2 separate regions of the Ovis aries genome follow, and region 1 is linked to region 2. The links are chromatin contacts, called in public Hi-C maps. All regions are on one chromosome and are shown on one strand. The core of a region is the stretch at or near the end of the contact, and the rest is flanking DNA. Distances in the headings are between cores, read along the strand shown.

The links. A called contact is a pair of places that touch in the nucleus more often than the background predicts.
Region 1: a Hi-C map of hypothalamus shows a contact between it and region 2, with 2.5 times the contacts expected there. The contact joins two enhancer-like sites. A contact is called at or near these places in 3 of 16 Hi-C or Micro-C datasets (hypothalamus, muscle and tail adipose tissue).

Annotation. Positions count from the first base shown.
Region 1 is chr2:236,516,531-236,519,230 of ARS-UI_Ramb_v3.0, reverse strand. No RefSeq gene overlaps it. Among named protein-coding and RNA genes, the nearest start is that of LAPTM5, 34 kb to the left of the region's middle. Within about 2 kb of position 1,295, at least 2 of the 54 cell types and tissues checked have an H3K27ac peak or open chromatin away from gene starts, as enhancers often do. A contact at or near this core is called in hypothalamus, where this site is marked.
Region 2 is chr2:236,196,770-236,199,469 of ARS-UI_Ramb_v3.0, reverse strand. No RefSeq gene overlaps it. Among named protein-coding and RNA genes, the nearest start is that of NKAIN1, 60 kb to the right of the region's middle. Within about 2 kb of position 1,344, at least 48 of the 54 cell types and tissues checked have an H3K27ac peak or open chromatin away from gene starts, as enhancers often do. A contact at or near this core is called in hypothalamus, where this site is marked.

The DNA of each region.
Region 1 (2,700 bases), core at 46-2,545, 320 kb before region 2:
ACTGCTGACTGCCCTCCCGTCTAATTAAGGGCAATGCTTAGTGGACTCAGTTAGCTGACCCACTAGACAGGTGGGCTGCTTGTCAGAGAGTCAGGGCTGGCTGAACACACTAGGGATGTGAGAAGGAACTGCCCCTACACACACACACACACACACACGCACACACACACACGCGCACACACACACACACAGCCTTCCAAGTCTGTCCTGTATCACTCATCAGAGTCAGGCATTCCACTATTAGGGATTCACTTCTTTGGATCTAAAGGCTTGAAGGCGCTTGGTTCAGGGTATGGGTCTTTGTACAGCTCCCTGGTAACCTGCATCCTGTTGAAAAGCCATGGCTTTAAAGGCCACTAGTGAGGTGTGAGTGCCATGGAGCATGTCACCCTCTAAGCTGAGGTCAGCACTGGCGCCTGGGAGCAGGGAAGGGGAAGGAAAGGAACTCACACCACTGGGAGGCCGTGCCTCTCATCAGACACTGCTGAGCACGCACAGCCCTCACCCTGTCAGCACAGAAATCCTGAGAAAGGAGGTTATTGTCCCCCAGATGAGGAAAAAACTTCAGAAAAGGTAAGGGACTTGCCTGAGGTCCCACAAGTAACATCAAATAGCTGGAACTCAAACCCAGGCCTCAGCACTCCCACCACAGCCCTGGGCTCTGATCCCGGCCTTCCCTAACTGGCTCTGAATCCTGAACAACCCCACCCCCACCCCCAGGCCTTCTGTAAAATTCAGGGGTTGAGAGTCGTGATCTTGCATGAGCCCAGGAGGTCAGACACTGCCTAGGACCGAACCCCAGCCCCACCCCTTACAGGTGAACTTAGGCCCATTCCTTAATCCTGTTGTGCCTCCATTTGCTCATCTGTAAAATGGGGCTAATACCATTTTGGCCTTCGTAGAGTCACAGTGAGGATGAACTGCACTGATATCCGGAAGGTGCTTGGAGGGAAAGGGTTGTGTCTGGCATGGAGGGAAAGCCATCCTGTTTTGAGTCCTGTGTCACTCACTCACTTGGGTGGTGAGACCCCCTCCCCAGACAGGTTCCTTGGAGGGGGTGAGGCTGGCATCGGAGTTGAGGCTGGCTCAGGGAGAGGGAGAAAGCACCTTCCAACTCATCACACTCTAGATAACGTGTCAGGGAAAGGTCTGCCGGAGCCCCAGGCTCCTCGCTGTTTGGCCCCTCACTGGTCCCATGAATCCCTGGGCAGATAAAGCCCAGCTCCTCACTTCCTGCCTCTCAATGAGGCCCTTTGTGCGGCGGGGATCAGAGGCCAGATCTGGCCCCACTAGGGGCCTGATCAAACTGCAGAGCCGACCTGGCACAAAGGGCCCTCACACACGGCCAGAGAGGCCCGGCTCTGCTCAGGACCCGCCCGCTGTCCCCCAACTTCCGCGGCCCGGGTGGCCGAGGGGGGCCCACGCCAGCCGCCTGCCCCACATCACAGGCAAAGGGCACAGAGGCCAAGACCCGCCGGCACGGGGCCGGGAAGGGCCCTCGATAAGGGGGCGGCAGGAAGGGGCTCAGCGGGGGCTGCTGGGAATCAAAGCCTCCCAAAGTTCCCCATTTGGGAGCCAGAGGGCCCTGCTCTTTAAAATAAATAAATAAAGCATTCAAAGTCCTCTTGTAGCTTCTCCTCTGGACTCAATGCCAGCTGCTTCCCAGCCGCACGAAGCTCTGCCCACTGCTGCCTCCCCCACCACTAACCTCCTCCTCTTCTCCAAACCCAGCGGCCCCCCCCCCCCCCCCCAAACTCCCCCACCCGGCCCACAATCCGACCTGGCCCCAGCCTCTCCCTCTCTCCCTCTGCCCGTGGCACTTCCCTCCACCAGCTCCCCATCCCTCGTCCTCAGTTTCCACTAAGGCTTTGCTCAAAGATACATTCCTGGACCCCTGACCGCTGGCTGCCAACCTTCTCCAGCCCTCCGTCCTTTCCCTCTGGAGCCAGTGGGTCCCCACCACGCTTGCCAAGGTCACCAACGACCTCGGGCCCGGTGGCCAAGTCTCAGCCTCCTGATTAAGTGACCCGCCAGCAGCCTGGACACAGCCTGGACAGCGCGCTGTCTGTTCTTATTTCTCGGGCACCTCTGTCAGGCTTCCTCCTGCCTCATGGGCTCCTGCAAACGTGGGCGGTGGTCTCCTTCGCCTTTACTCCATCGCACAGTCTCTGCTTTTTGTTTTTGCTTTTTAAAAAAATAAATATGTATCTATTTGGCTTCACCAGGTCTTAAATGCAGCGTGTGACTGCTTAGTTGAGGCATGAGGGCTCTCGTTCCCTGACCAGGTTGGAACCCAGGCCCCTGCATCGGCAGCATGGACTCTTAGCCCCTGGACCACCAGGGAAGTCCCACACAGCCTCTGCTTCTAAGCACCTCCTTTTGCTGATGACACCCAACCCACACCTCCAGCCTCACCCTGTCCCCAGACCTTGAGTTCCCACCGTCCACACTCATTTCCAGGATCCCTGGGGGTGATTCATAGTCAGCGTGCCTAACCCCCACGCAGAGCCACCCTGCCCCCAGCCTGCTGAGCACGCTTCCCAGCCCCTGAATAAGCACCCCTTCTCTCACGCTCACCCCTCTCACGGGACAGGAAGGATCTTGCCCCTCCCGCCCTCAAAACACGTGCAGATCACTTCTGCCGCTCCCAAGGCCATCACCCTGGATTTTCGCCAGACCCTCCCAACCCGTCTCCCCACT
Region 2 (2,700 bases), core at 95-2,594:
ATTAGTAGTCATACAATATATCTGAATCTCAAGAAGAATACGCTGAATGAAAGAAGTCAGACTCAGAAAAGTCATACTGTATGCTTTAACTTATATGAAGTTCTAGAACTGGCAAAACTTATCCAGGTTAATTGTAGTAGGAACAGTGGTTGTGGGCGGTGACAGATGCTATTCACTGGGAAGGGAACTTCCTGAGTTCTCTGTCTCCACAGTGTTCTCTGTCTTGATAGAGGTGTAAGTTACAGAGATGTTTCCATTTTGTCAAAACTCATGGAACTGCGTGTTTAAGTTCTGTCTGTGCATTTCATTCACCGTAAATTATACCTCAATTTAAAAAGAAAGTAGTTGCAAGTATTTGAATTGAGGAAGCTACTGCCTACTATGGAAATGTGTGACAGGGTAACTCCAGGAGCTTGTAGGTGAGTAAGAGAGATCAGGGAAGGCCCCTCCTGAGAAAGTGAGGTTTCAAAGACCTGAGGAAGAAGACCTGAGAAGAAATGAAGGAGGTGAACTCAACACACATACATCCGCTTTTATCAGTGGAGCCCTTCCAAAGTCAAGTATCTAACATTCGTTTTGTGTCTGGAGCTTCCATAATTGTGTTTTCGCAGTTAATCTCCCAAATGTTGCTTCAACATCAGCCTTCTGGCTCCCATTGTACAAATGAGCGAACTGAGGGCTTCCCTGGTGGCTCAGCTGTAAAGAATCCTCCTGCCAATGCAGGCGAGGCCGGTATGATCCCTGGCTGGGGAAGAGCCCCTAGAGAAGGAAAGGCAACACAGTATTCTTTCCTGGGAAACCCCATGGACAGAGGAGCCTGGTGGGCTACAGCTCATGGGGTCGCAAAGAGTGGGACACAACTTAGCGACTACACAACAACAAACCTGAGGTACACACCAACAACCAGGATGTGGTGGGAGCCAGGTTCTAGAGCTGCATATTGGCTATCACGGTTCTCAAACAGGAACCGTGAACTCCAGGTTGGGAGGGCAGGAGCAAAGGAATGTTCTCTGAACAAAAGAAGGGCTGGCCGGGCGCGACGCACCTCTCATCTCCCCAGGCGCCAATCTCCAACTCTGCTGGGAGAGTGGGGTGGGGGTGGGGGCGCCAAGGTCTGGTTCCATTCCGCTGAGTCAGCGCCTCCCAGGACCCGGGGGGGTTGGCTCTAGAACAAAGGGAAATCAGTGGGGCTGAGAGGCGGGGCGCAAGCCTTGGGAGGAGCAGGGTGGAGGCGGGGGGCGGGGCTCAAATCCGGGGAAAGGGGCGGGGCTCGGAGGGGCCCAGAGTCGGGAAGAGGTGCTCCCCGCGGGGTGGGGCTGGAGGCGGGGCCCAAGCTCAGGGAGTGTCAGTCCAGGAGGGACCAAGGGGTGGGAGGTGTCAGGCTGGAGGCGGAGCAATGGGCGGACCGAGGATCCCAGAGCGCCCGCGGCCCCAGAAGTTTCCAGGAAGCCGCTCGCTCAGCAGCCCCACCTGCTGGTCTCCGCCAGACCCCGCCGGGCCTGTGGATCAGCCGGTCTGATCCACCGAGCCCTGGAGGAAATCCTTTGTCTGCATTCTCTTCTGTAGCGTGACCACGGCCTTTCTTGTTTCTCAGGGTCTTTGAAGAGTGGATTGGGAGGATGGAAGTGAGAAGGAAGGCTTGTTGTCAGCCTCTTCACCAACACACATTTTGAATACTTGCTAGGAAGAATTTTATTAATAGCTGTACTAATAACTTCACACGCAATTTCCACTTTTCCACACACCAATACATAGAATAGGTGGTATTATCATCCTATTTTACAGCTGAGAAGACTGAGGCTGAGAAGCATTGATGTGGCTTGCCCGGATTAACACAGCTAGTAGGCGGTAGAAGCACTTCAACCTGGGGTCTGACTTAGTATTTTGGGAGTCTTTCTTACCCTGAAGCCGGTGCTTTGAACCACTCTTTAATTTCTGCCTAATTATTTTATTCACTAATTTATTCACTTTGATTTCATTCAAAAAATAGTTCTTGATCACCTACTCTGTGCTTGGTCGTATATTGAGTATAAGGTATGCACTGCCGAGTTTACAGTTTGTACACAAATAAGGCTTAAAGTGTAATCGGAAAACAGTGAACAGTTGATGACAAACGAATTACCCAGTTAAAACTGTGGTATGTACTTTGGTGGGAAAGTATGGGGAACTATAAGAAAGATGTTTTCTGGGAGATGAGGGTCTGTGATGTGTCACAGACGCTCAGTCACTACGTCGTATCCAACTCTTCCCGACCCCATGGACTGTAGCCTGCCGGGCTTCTCTGTCCATGGGATTTTCCAGGCAAGAATACTGCAGTGGGTTGCCGTTTCTTTCTCTAGGGGATATTCCTGACCCAGGGATCAAGCAGCAGTCTCCTGTGTCTCCTCAGTTAGCAGGAAGATTCTTTACCACTGAGCCACCTGGGAAGCCAGGTTCATGCTAAACGATTTATGGTTTGACGTGGGTCTCCTGCCCCCTTAAAATCTAGCTCAGGGGGCTTCCCTGGTGGTCCAGTGGTTAAGACTAGGTGCGTCCAGTGCAGGGGGTGCAAGTTAAATCCCTGGTGGGGGAACTAAGGCCCCACAGGCTGCAGTGGTGCAGCCCAAAAAGTCTTTATCAAACTTGTTTGAACGTTGTGTTAACCAGGATTCTAGCAGTAAAAAGTGACAAAACTTACCACAAACCAAAGTAAGCATTGCT